Regions from separate parts of the Mus musculus genome. Here region 1 is linked to region 2. A link is a contact called in public HiChIP or PLAC-seq data. All regions are on one chromosome and are shown on one strand. Each heading gives the region's core, a stretch centred on a gene start, on an enhancer-like site or on the middle of the called end of the contact. The rest is flanking DNA. Distances are from core to core; before and after follow the strand shown.

The links. HiChIP or PLAC-seq counts read pairs in DNA pulled down with a chosen protein or histone mark.
Region 1: a contact with region 2 is called in an H3K27ac HiChIP or PLAC-seq map of embryonic fibroblasts, with 12 read pairs. The contact joins two enhancer-like sites. A contact is called at or near these places in 3 of 39 promoter capture datasets (the C10 cell line and the HPC-7 cell line), 4 of 484 Hi-C or Micro-C datasets (the N1E-115 cell line, Sertoli cells, pre-B cells and 1 more), 4 of 115 datasets of contacts at active chromatin or transcription factors (the 230-238 cell line, embryonic fibroblasts, embryonic stem cells and 1 more) and 5 of 9 other capture datasets (adipose tissue, embryonic stem cells, embryonic tail and 2 more).

What each region holds. Positions count from the first base shown.
Region 1 is chr15:95,926,820-95,933,034 of GRCm38.p6, forward strand. Ano6 (anoctamin 6) reads left to right here. Exons shown (of 20, transcript NM_175344.4): 9 at 705-810; 10 at 4,964-5,024. Among named protein-coding and RNA genes, the nearest start is that of Gm41389, 18 kb to the left of the region's middle. Within about 2 kb of position 4,817, at least 90 of the 459 cell types and tissues checked have an H3K27ac peak or open chromatin away from gene starts, as enhancers often do. A contact at or near this core is called in adipose tissue and embryonic fibroblasts, where this site is marked.
Region 2 is chr15:95,820,288-95,826,946 of GRCm38.p6, forward strand. The region is part of intron 1 of Ano6 (anoctamin 6); the gene reads left to right. Gm17546 (predicted gene, 17546) reads right to left here. Exons shown (of 2, transcript NR_155277.1): 2 at 4,172-4,756. Among named protein-coding and RNA genes, the nearest start is that of Gm17546, 6.5 kb to the right of the region's middle. Within about 2 kb of position 3,229, at least 76 of the 459 cell types and tissues checked have an H3K27ac peak or open chromatin away from gene starts, as enhancers often do. A contact at or near this core is called in adipose tissue and embryonic fibroblasts, where this site is marked.

The DNA of each region.
Region 1 (6,215 bases), core at 3,567-6,066, 110 kb after region 2:
AAGCAGAAGTAGTAATGTGATTCCCACATCAAATTCAAATAGCAACTGGAGGGGTTTTATGGAGAACGGTAGGGTCCTGGGTGGTGTGCGGAGACAGCTGGGACCTGTGACAGGCTGTGGTTTCCCTCCTGCTGGTGTTCAAAGCCTTACATTGATGGGCTGTCTGTGCTTTACAGATCCAAGCAAAGCCATTAGGAGGACCATTTCTCATAGCCCTGAGTTAAGAGAACGCTTGGACATTGTATGGAATTCTCAAAGAATTAGTAAAAGATATTACATTAAAATATGAGCGCCGGAGAGATGCCTGAGTGGTTAAGAGCACTGACTGCTCTTCCTATGGACCTGGATTCCATTCCTAGCCCTCACGTGCTGGCTCACAACCGTCTTATCACTCCAGCCCCAGGAGGATCCAGTGTCCTGGCTTCTGTGCATATGGTGTGCAGACATACATGCTAGCAAAATACCAACAGAAATAAATAAAAATAAAGGCTTAAAAGATTTGAAATATGTTTTAAAAAAACCCCAATTTTAAAAGAAAGGATGTAGATCATTGACTGTTCTGTGTGCTTTTAGAGTTTCTGATTCATAGGTTTCATTTCAGTTTTGTTGCTTGTCATGGATGGACTCGGATTTTATCACGTTGATAGAATATGAAAGCCTCTTTCTTAACGTTTCTGAGTTGTTTTATTTCTTTTTTTCTTTAGCAAAGAGGTCTGTGATCCTGACATCGGTGGCCAGATCCTGATGTGCCCCCAGTGTGACAGGCTGTGTCCGTTCTGGAGGCTGAATATCACCTGTGAATCTTCTAAGGTAACTTTCAGCATTCCAGATGTGTGCAGAAAATAGTCACTTTAGCATAGCATATAGAATTATTCTCCCTCTGAGGAATGTATAAAGGACTTTCATAAATGAAGTTTCCCCCACGCTGGAAGGTAGCGTCCAGTCCACATGTTTATTCTGCATTTACAGATCATAAAGTGACAGTGACCACTTCTCAGAAGGCTCAGGGGAAGTAAGGATGTGGTGGGCCTGAAGCTACCTAAGGAACTCAGTTAATCCAAACGGAAGTTCCAAAGTCAGCTTGAGTAGAGATTTTGTTTTCTCGAGGCTGGGGGCTGCCCTTCCATGGAGCTGTAGCCTCAGCCATACGTGTACCATTGCAAGTGTTTGCATTCATTCAAATGAGTAGAAGCCTAAAATGTGTGCTTGTAGATTTGTACTTAAAAACCCTGCAGTTTGTACAGCTTGTGTTTTCTGCTTTCAGCACGTGCAGACACTCTATACCTTTGGATTTTTTAAAGGCTCTTCTGCTCATATTTAGACTATATCTGTTACTATAAAAGGAAAGTTTTGTATTTTGATGATAAAAGATGCTTGGCACAAAACATCCTCACAAAACACTGCTGACACCCCGAATACTGGCTGGTGGGGTGAGCTCTTAAGACCCAGGAAACTTGGGTCGAACCTTGAGACAGGAGGGAAGTGTGCTGAGAAGCTGTGAGCTTTGACAGACAGCTTGACCTCTTAGGACCGCAACGTTTCAACCTGTAAAGTGGGAATGATTCCACCTACATCATAGGCGCTTTATCTCTGGATGTAAAGAAATAGCCTGTCACAATAGACTACTGGTCTCTGATATGAATTTTGTCTTGCCATGGGAGACCAGGAATCGTGTGTTCCTGGAGCATTCTGACATAATCTATCAAAGTCTGTCATTTAAGAGTAATGCTAGAGTATTAATTTCTTTTTGAACTTTATTTTAGACTTATTTATGTGAGTACACTATCGCTGTGTAGGGCATTAGATTCCCAGGACAGATGAGATGGTCATGAGCCACCACGTAGTTACTGGGAATTGAACATAGGACCTATGGAAGAGCAGCCAGTGCTCTTAACTTCTGAGCTATCTCTCCATCTTTTATACTTTAATTGTGTGTGTGTGTATGTGTGTGTGTGTACACAAGCAAGTGTTAAAGTGAGAGGAGAAATTTTGTGGAGTTGTTTCTCTCTTTCCTTTTTGGAGAGGTTCCACATCACAGACTTGTGCAGCAAAGCAATTTTTCCTGCTGAGCCATTTTGAGAGTACTCTTCAGTGTTCTTATACTGATTACATCACCTTTGACACATAGCACCTGTGATGTAGGCAGAATCACTCTCCCATTTTACAGGTTGAAACACTGAGGCCATGAGAAACTAAACAGCCTGTGAAGCTCACACAGTTAGGAACTGGCAAGGACAGGAGCTACAGCAGATCTGCACTGCCCACCATGCCACATTTCTCACAGACTGGTAGCACTGGGCACACAACCCTGAAATCCAGATTTGTGTTTGAAAAACTTTCCCCACTACTAGTTATGATGACAGTGGCACACTGTCAGCCTAATTGATTTCTATACTTAACTAAGATTAAAGAGGATTTAACTGCCTGTCCCTTGAGCCAAGGCAGTGCCCAGACTGAACTAGAAGACTGTGCAGTGATTAGTAAGACTCAAGGAAGCCGCTGGCTGATGGCTTTGGACAGATGAATCACAGGCAGTTGTTAGCGCATTTCCCCAAGGCTCTGCACCCAAGCAGTAGCCGTGTACCCACGAAGCCACAGTGGAAGGTCTGCTCTGAAGACATCCATTACACTTCCCTCCCCTCGCCACTTCATTCCTTCGGCTCTACCTACAGTACCTTAGCTGAGGACTTTCAAGTGTCTTTCATTGTTCGGGGTGGGGGTTGGGGTGTGTGTGTGGTGGTCTTTGGTTCTGTCATGTTTCCTAAAGGATTTCTTGAATCTTGTGGGAGCCATTTACAAAGCGAAGGACACATAGATAAGAATCGGAGAGAAAGGATGAAAGGGGTGGGGTAAGGGTGAGTGGGGTGGGGTAAGGATGAGAGGAGCGGGGCAAGGATGAGAGGGGCGGGGCAGGAAAGATGTTTCTGATTTCTTCCATCCTTATTACATTGATTCACTTACTGATTTCTGCCTCTCCTCTGAAGAGCTGTTCACTTGTGACTCCAATAAAATGCTGACTTGGGGCTGCTCTTAATGTAGCCTCTGGACCACTGTGCCAGCTCAGCTGCCCATCAAGATAAGCTAGGCTTCTAAGCAAGCCTGTACCTTACCATCTCCCCTACTCCTGCTTCCAAAGGGCTCTCGGGACAAAGCAGAGAGAGGCCACATATCTACTTAGTAGCATGGCAGATTCATCTATGCCCAATCTTGCCCTGGGGTACCAGGCACATCCCTCACTGGGAACTAGGCAGTTGGCCTGACTTGTATCAATTCCAAAATGGGAGTGACAGTGGATGGGGTCTTGAGGAAGGAGATTTCACATGTGGGATATTTCTCACGGCACTTTGTGTGAAGCTATTTGCTGTAAATGGTTGAAGGACATTTCAGAGCAATGGGTCCCCAAAGGCAAAGAGAAAAGATACAGAAAGCATCATTGGTGGGACATCCAGGCATAACAAGTATATCTTCCTTCACCTGGAGATTTTTCTTTTTAAAGAGGGGTTGTCTCCTGAAACCATTTAGAATCATGCTGTTCGGGTAAAGTTCACATGGATGAGGGAGGCACTTGTGCCTGCTATGGAAACCCTGAGGATAAGAATGTAACTAGATACATAGTTTCTGATCATAACTAGATAGTTTCTAATGAAAATAAACAATGACTGTGTTCGTGAAAATGACACAGCTTTGAATATAAAAGGCAACTGAAACAAAGAAACCTATCTCGGCAGAGTACACTTCCCACTTAGAAACACCTTTGAATGTCACAGTTGTAGAAGTTCCCCTGGATCCTCTTCATGGCCCCCTTATCCCCTTTACTCTTCCCATGGCCTCTGGTAAAACAGGCAGACAGAACCCACTGCTCCCACTTAGCCATTAACTTTGTGAGTCCTTCCTTAAGGAAGTTTTTAAGTGCTCACAAATGAAAAGATGGTAACTGTGATGGTTTGTATATACTTGGCCCAGGAAGTGGCATTGTTTGAAAGTGTGGCCTTGCTGGAGTAGGTGTGTCACTGTAGGTGTGGGTTTTAAGTCCCTCATCCTAGCTGCCTGAAAGCTATTTTTCTCTTAGCAGCCTTCAGATAAAGATGTAGAACTCTCAGCTCCACCTATACCATGCCTGCCTGGATGCTGTCATGATAATGGACTGAACCTCTGAACCTGCAAGCCAGTCCTAATTAAATGTTTTCCTTAGAAGACTTGCCTAGGTCATGGCATCTGTTCACATCAGTAAAACCCTAACTATGACAGAAGTCAATTAGATTTTTTTACCCAGCCAGTCATAAAGGCAGGCAGCTAGGCTATGTATCCATCACCAAAGAGGTGGAGTTTGGCAGCCGTGGTAGCTCCGCCTCAGTGAGACAGTAATCCTTTCTGGTAATTGTACCAGTGCCATCAGCAGAAGCACCTGCATTGCCTTGATCCCACTGAAAATCCTCATCATCGCTTACAGATGCAAAGCCTTCCTCGGGTGGGTGGAAGCAGAAGGCTCCTGGAGGAGAGCCATCACTACATAAACTCAGCTTTGTATTTTTTTTTTAATAAGGAAAGGAATATTTCTGGAATTTATCCTCTGAGGGGACTGAGACACTGATAAGAGGCAAACCATAAACTTACTTAGAGGGCACTGGATCCTTAGAGCCGTTCGCTACGTTCTCCCACTCACTCTGACAGCTCATAAAAGAGGCTTTAACGGCCTGCAATCTTAGCAGATGTGCCTAGTCCTTTATCGCCGTGTGGGAAGATTCCACTGGAAAATGTACTCAAGGCTCAGACGGCGAAAGCTGTTTGCTTTTAAAATGCGAGAAATTCCATCTGTGGGTATGTCATACGTGTGGTGATTGTTAAACCAGCATTGGGCTCAGCAAACACTGCAGGCTGCAGAGTGTACGAAGTGTTACGTATTTGCTGAATTTCTGATAAGTGAGGAATTGATTTATTTATGCCTTGCTGCTCTGTTTTCCAGAAATTGTGCATCTTTGACAGTTTTGGAACCCTGATCTTCGCTGTATTTATGGGAGTGTGGGGTAAGTTACTTTCAGTTTTCTCTCAGTTTGATGGTGTCTGTGCAATTTTGTGTAAGCTATTAAATTCATGTACTTTTAGGACCATGTTCTGGCTGAACCTCCATTCCTCCAGAGCTTTGCTGGTAGTTGTCATTCGATTTTACTGTATGAAAATTTACCTCAGAGATCCATGGCTTCAACCACACACGGTTTCATTCTTTTTTGTTTTTGTTTTTTTGTTTTTCTTCTCTCAGTTCCCTGAGTCACACATGGCCTGATCTCTGTGGTGAGCCATTGGCTTCTCTGTAAAGAGGTGATATAGCAGTAAGAAGCCTGGCCTGGTCTGTGGGGTTCCAAATGGTGTCACCCTCAAATTATCTAGCCTAGGATTCTGTATGGGTCTTCAGAGATACAAAAGGACGCAAAGGACCACAGACCTCAATGGGTTTGGCATTAAGGTTATTATTGACATTTATTCTTTGAGAATGTCATACAATTAAATCTGGTCATATCCACCCCCTGCTTCATGTCTCAAGTTGCCCCCGATCCTCCCCACTGCGTCTTCCTCTCAACTTCATGTTCTCCTTGTCTATTCTGAAATAGCTCACTAAGCCCAGTTGGCGCTGCCGGGGTGTGCATGGGCTCTTGGCCAGCTTCTGGAGCCTAGGCAACCCTACCTCTGGCCAACCCTCCAGAGGAGAATGTGTCTCCTTCCCCAGGCAGCTGCTGAATGCCAGCAGCTCCTCCAGTAGAGATGACTTTTGTGAGCTCACCCCTAGTCTATGTTGTAATTTGGATTGGCTTATTGTGGGCAGGTCTGGTGCAGGTAACCATGGCTACTATGAGTCTGTGTGTATAGCAGCCATGCCTTATCCAGAAGATAATATTTCATGGTACTCTTCCCTGTCCTCGAACCATTAAATTCCTCCCCTCCCGATCCCCCTCTCCTCTCCCTCCTCTCTCCTCCTCCCCTTCCTCCCAGTCCTCCCCCTCCTCCTCTGCAGTGATACCTGAGCCTTGGCAGGGGTCTGGTAAGAGATGTCCCATTTAGGGCTGAGCACAGGGAAGCAGCTTTACCGACATGGAGAGCATCCTAGAACTATGGGTTTAAATTAAATGCTCAGACAGCTTGGCTGCATGGCCATTTAGCAAAGTCCCAACAGTAGGTCCCACCTTAGGGATTATGATCGCCTCAGGTCTGGGCTCTTAGCT
Region 2 (6,659 bases), core at 1,979-4,478:
GCCAGAGTCCAACCGCGGGCCCACACTCTGGGAGGTTCCTAGCTCTTCCAAGGCATCTGTGGTGCCCAAGAGTGAGAACCTGCCAGTCTCGCCCTCTGTGCAGGCTGGGAGGCTCCCCCACACCCCGCAAGCAGCTCCCGGAAGTTCCTCAGGGACCTCAGACTGGTCCTAGCCCTGTGATGAGCTGGACGCGGAAGCCCATTTTGACCCACAGGGCAATGCTGTGCACATCCCTGCTCTAGGGTACATCAGGACTCCCTGTCTGTTCTCCTGTGGCCCCATTCCTTCTGCCCCAGGATCCCGGGCTTCCGATAAGCATTTGGTGACTGACTGCTCACAGTGCAGCCTATTACCTTCACTCCTTCAGCCACACATCCCCGCTGGTTCTCTCTAAGGCACTCACTGTCCCCTTACAGTGTTCCATTTCCTCTTCCTCCTCATACCTTCACACCGCTTGGTGCTCTCAGCGGAACACCAGATCCCTTTAATTCTTCCTTCTCTGGTTTCTCAGCCAGGCTCCTGGCTTGCTCCAAGCGACCACATGTTTCTAGGCCCGCAGAGGGACGACATCGTTGTTTGCATCTCGTTTTGCTGACCTAGTCTTCCCAAATGGCACCCCTTTCCACTCCATTTTCAGATTTATTTGTCCAGAGCAGGTATATGAAATGTCACCCTCCAGGTCTTTTGGGAGGAGAAGGACAGATTGTCCTGAGAACATGAACAGACTTGTGTGGGAGAATGATGTAAGCAAGAGCTCACGTCCCAGGGTTATTAGCGTGCTAATCAGGATCCCAAAGGGACACCTCTCAGAAAACTGGAAAAATAAATTAATTTTTTTCTATAAATCAAGCAAGTGGGAAAAAAAAGAAAGAAAGAAAAGAAAGAAAAGAAAAGAAGAGAAAGGAAGGAAGGAAGGAAGGAAGGAAGGAAGGAAGGGAGTTTTGAGATGAAAACTGTTAAACTCTGCTTGGTTCAGCTGCATGTGAATTATATGGTCTTAGTGCCAAGCATCACCCATTATGATGGTTTGTGTATGCTTGGCTCAGGGAGTGGCACTCTTAGGAGGTGTGGCATGGTTGGAGTAGGTGTGTCACTGTGGGCATGGGCTTTAAGACCCTCATCCTAGCTGCCTGGAAGTCAGTGTTGTGGTAGCAGCCTTCAGGTGAAGATGTAGAACTTTCAGCTCCTCCTGCACCATGCCTGCCTGGATGCCGCCATGTTCCAGTCTTGATGATAATGGACTGAACCTCTGCACCTGTAAGCCAGCCCCGATTAAATGTTGTCCTTATAAGAGTTGCCTTGGTCATGGTGTCTGTTCACAGTGGTAAAACCATAATTATCTTTCAAAAGGATCATGATTAATAGTGGTCATTAAATGATTTCATATTCAGCACAGGGTCTGGTACATAGCAAACATAAGACATTTTAGTAAGATAGAAACACCACTCGTCACATGTGCAGGTGTGCATGTTTATAAAGTACATAAAGACGAAAGGCTGGTGCTCATCTACGTACAGTGAGGTCGAGATTGCTTATTTATTCTTTCCATTACTTTACTAAGTAAAAACAAGAAACGAGCAAAGCCATCTTCCAGAGGATAAAGCCACCGCCCTGTATGTTTCATCCCATGATTCTCTTTCTCGCCTGCTCCCTCTTTAACTCTTGGTTCCCAAACCTTCTGACTTGTACCATGTTCCTCGTTCACGCCGGCTTCTGACTGCCCTTGCTGTCCATCCTTGTGTCTAGGTTGTTGCCATGGCTCCTTTAAGGTTTATGGTGACATCACTTGTCCCAGCAGGTTGAGTGTTAGGGACATGTATATTAAAAGTGTCTGATTCATATTTGTTTACCTCAGTGGAGTGCTTTCCTCCTGAGTGGGGACTTTACTAGAAGCTGAAAATGGAACGTGATTTAGTTGCTGAGCACGCATGCCCTCCACGCTGCTGACAGTCCTAACAGAGGGAAAGGGGCATGTGACTTCTCGAGGGTAGGAAGTGCCATGGGATCCCTGGTACAGGGGCTACTGAAGGAGAAAAGGAAGTGGTGCCTCTTGGAGGAGGGGCTTGGGAGCGTGTAAGTGTTGCGTTATTTCTGTCCGACAGGATAGTCAAAGTACTGACTATCTGTTTCCCGAACAGATAGCACAAAGGCAGGTAGAAGTTCCCAGCATGGGGGCTGGTGAGATGGCTCAGTGGGTAAGAGCACCCGACTGCTCTTCCGAAGGTCCGGAGTTCAAATCCCAGCAACCACATGGTGGCTCACAACCATCTGTAACAAGATCTGATGCCCTCTTCTGGTGTGGCTGAAGACAGCTACAATGTACTTACATATAATAAATAAATAAATAAATAAATAAGTTCCCAGCAGTTTTACAGGGAACCAAGGCAGGTCGTGGGAGGATGGGCTGGCAGTCAGAAGGTGGGGGGCTGAGCTTGAGGTGGGTTCTTCTTGGTGCTTGGCATGTGGCAGTCACCCAGAAATGTTCAGACTGCAGAGTATTCCTCCTCCTGGTATGTATGGTGGGCTTAGGGGTTCGGGATTCTCAGAGCTTCTAGATAATTCTTTCTACGTGTTTCTGCTTTTGAGGTTTTCTTTTCCCCCTAGGGAAAGGGGTTTCGGATTTTATCAGATCCTGCTAAAGGATCATGTGTGAAAAGCTGAGAGCCATAGTTTTTGAAAAACAAAACAAAAACAAAAGAAAAACAAAAATTCAAGAGAGTGTGCATGTGCACACTCACACATGCATGTACACACACACACATACACTCTCACACATACACTAAATGGATGAGGACAGCGACAGAGTACAGAAATGGTTTGAAGATGCTTTGACTCTGGCTGAGCTTGGCAGGGATGTCCTTGGCGCCCACAGGACAGGCCCTTACCGGCTAGAACCCCACAGGGACTAGTCACTGTCATGCTCTGGAAGTTGGCTCCAGATACTCTTTCCAGATCCTCCTAGCAGGCTGGTTTCTGCCTCTTTGGTTCTTCTCTGACACCTCTCTAGGGCAAGAAACATGGGTTTGAAAGACTGGAGAGAGAATGGAAGTGCCCCATGCTTTGTTCCGAGGTAAGGAGAGCAGGCAAGTAGGTATTACAAGCGTGGTTCCGTGGTGCCCGTTTTCCAGCAGTAAAGAAGGAGTCAGCATGAACTGAACCCTCTCAGAGGCAGAGTCAGTCCCATTCCTTCATACCCAGCAGCCCATAGAGAGATGCTGAACTACCCAGCCCTCAAGATCCTGCCCAGGCAGATTCCTCACCCTCAGTGCAGAATAACCCTCTGCATCCCTTTGTTCTAGTGCAGCGGTTCTCAACCTGTGGGCCAGGACCCCTTGTGGGCGTCACATATCAGATATCCTGCATATCATATAATTACATTACAATTCATCACAGCCGCAAAATTACAGTTGTGAAATAGCAATGGAAATAATTTTACGATTGGGGCACACCCTAACATGAGGAGCTGCACTGAAGGGTCACAGCCTTAGGTAGGTTCACAATCATTGTTCTACAACGTGATGGACCCCGGCAAAGTTGTTTGTATTTTCTCTTTCATCAGGCAAGCCTGGCTTATTGCTGATATGCATGCTTATGAATTTGAGCTCCCCAGCCCTAAGGTAGCGAGTTCAGCTTGTGTAGTTTATTGTGCACAAAGGAAATTCCCAACGGCTGACTGTTCTCTGGTATTCATGGCTTAGTAAGGCAGAGTGTGTTTTTTTATGGGAAGGAGGTTGATCTTAGCAAAGATAGGAGCTGCCTTTCTACAGGGAGGGTTTTGTTTGGTGTTGATCTGATGCAACGTTTGATGCTATCAGCTCCCTAAGACATGTGGGTAACTTCAAGTTTGCATGTAGATCAACGGTCATGGAACAGACACAGTGCCCATTGTTGGTCACACTGGACCTCTGGGTTCTCTTGGGAGCACCATAGTCACTCAGAATCAGTTTTTTTTTTCCCCCCAAAGCTTGGGAGCTAGCCTGGTAGTGTGTTCATCCTTGTCAGGGTAACAGACCTTTCTGAGGACTCTGAGGACCCACTGCAGTTAAGGAATGCAAGATTTCAAAAGAGGATTATCAAAAAAGGAAATGCAAGCGTCTTGATGGTTTCTCTGGTATATGAGGTCACTGACAAATAGTGATGAATAGTTTTCTATTATTGAGGAACAAAGAGTAGGAAAATTCTCGTGAACTTTATTACAAGGTCCTCACTGGGGTCAGTGAGAAAGTACATTTTCCTGTGCTTCTGTCACCGCGCCTGTTAACACTAACACTTTTAGCATTTCACTGTTGGTTTTTGTTTGTTTGTTTGTTTGTTTGATTTTTATTAGACACTTTGAACAGGAAATGGACGGAAGCTCATGGTATGGATTGATCACCTGTTGAGAGCAGACTCAGAACCTTCCATCCTGTTAAATATTCAGGAGGGAAGCATGATTGTCCCCACTTGTGGGGTCACTAAGACAGGGAGTGTTTTCATGGCATGTGTGATAATGGCAGTCCTTTCGGTGTGGCATCTGCCTGAGTTTGTGCGACTCTGATCGCCTTGCTTCTAGATCTTCCACAATGGTGAGTCTGGTGTTTCCTTCAGGTCACCTCCACATCTTGTCCCAGGTTCCTGTCCTGAAGACATTCACTGTCTCTTGAGAACAACTGTTCACGATCCAGTCAGTCACTTGTATGTCCAGAGCAAGCCCATCAGTTGTGACACTAAGGCTGGCGGAGGCATGTCTAGTGGTGCAACAGATCTGAGCCGCATGCTTTCTTGCCAGAGAGAAAAAGAAAAACAAAAGCAAGCAAAACATTACCTTATAATAAAGATAAAACTTTTAACTCACGAGTTTGGGCTGCCACAGGGATGGCGAGCACCCAACAGTGATAGGCTGCATGAATAGTCCACCAGGTAAATTGACTTTGATCCGCATTTAACCTGCTGGTGATAAGCCTGGCATCTCCTGCTCTGGCTATACCACACCCCTTTGTATTTGCAAGGGTTGATTATGTGAGCAGTTCTAGAGAATTTGGAAACCATGGAGAACTGCAACAAACAAGCAACAAAGAAGCTGGAAAATCGCAACAGACAAGCTCACCCGGCTACATTGCCTCCCAAACACAAGCCCTGGAAAAGCTTCGGCAAGCCGCTTCCCTGCCCTTTCAAAGGGACGTTTGTAGCTTTATGCGGTTCAGACATAGACTCTTTTTCACTTGCCTTGCTGACAAACGGTCCTTCCTCTCACTGTATTTCTTTCATTGTGGTAATATGTACATAACATTTATCATTTTAACCTTTTTCTAATTTTCCCTAGCACTAAGTGTACTCAGTTATTCAGCCATCAACGTTATTAATTTCTGGAACTTTTCATTATGTATTCTATACCTATAAAATATATATCACAAATCACACTGAATAGCTGAGTAATATTCTGTCACATGCATTTATTGTATCCTGTTTACCTGCAAACACATAGTAGAGTCTTTTTTTGTGTTCACTGCCAGACTTTATGTCTAAGGGAGTAAACAAAATGCGGTCCAGGGGTCGGTCAGGGCTGGAGAGGTGATGGCTCAGCAGTGAAGGGCACTCACTGGCTGCTCTTGTAGGGGAACTGGGTTGGGTTCCAAGCACCCCCATGGTGGCTCACAACTGAGTTTCCAGGGACCTGATGCCCTCTTCTGGCTTCCTTGGGCACCTGGCATGCATATGATGCATAGACACAAATGTAGGTAAAACATTTGTAAATGTAAAAAGGAATAATGTTAAAAGTATTAAAAATATGGTGTGTGTTCTACAAGACTTTAGAACTCTAGGAGGAAGTGGCCAGCGTCAGTCCTGGGGTGCTGTCAGCACAGGGACTGTGGGAGCTTATAAACGAGGGGAATTTGGCGTGAAGTTTCATCTATGAAGTCATTCGTTGATTATTATAAATCGCATGCCTCAGCTTTTTCATTTTATAACGAATTATAATTGTGAGCTATCTGTCAGTATAAATCTCAGGCCACATTTCATAGTTAGCCTTTGTTTTCTCCCTAAAGGAATTCTTGTCATCACCCCCACCCCCCACCCCCCCAATGTGCCACTTTGTATCTCTGTTTGGCCTCAAAATTACTACCCTCCTGCTTCCTCTGTGTTCCAATCCCTGACACTGTAGATGTTGTCTCCTGCTTCTCTGTAGGACAGCATTAATTTTCAGTGTTAAAGGTGTATCTTTAGTGGCTGGTGGCTGGAGTAGTCACCCGTCACGCTGGTGTGTACGTTTCTCATTCTCTTTGGCCCCCAGCCCATATGCTGCGGAGAGGTCTCTGTATCTCAGCTGCTTCTTATATTGGAAAGTTTCTGTTTCCAGAAAACAGAAAAGGTAGTCTAGGACGCCTTGCTCAGCTCATTTAGTTGCTTTCGATTTTAAGAGGTAATACATAGTCTGGTGATACAGAAAATGCAGGGACCTGTCTTTGAACAGGATCATTTTTAGACAGAGTGTTAGCGTGGGCGGTTTGAGATCCGACGAACACTTTTGATATATTCCTTTCATGATAGCTGAAAGATAATGTTAAGCTGTTAACACGTACCTCTACACACCCATGCACGTTTGTGTTAGTGTACATGGGTTTTTAGGATATATAATTAATCCGCCCTTTAAGGCCAAATTCACAGAGCAAAAAAAGGTG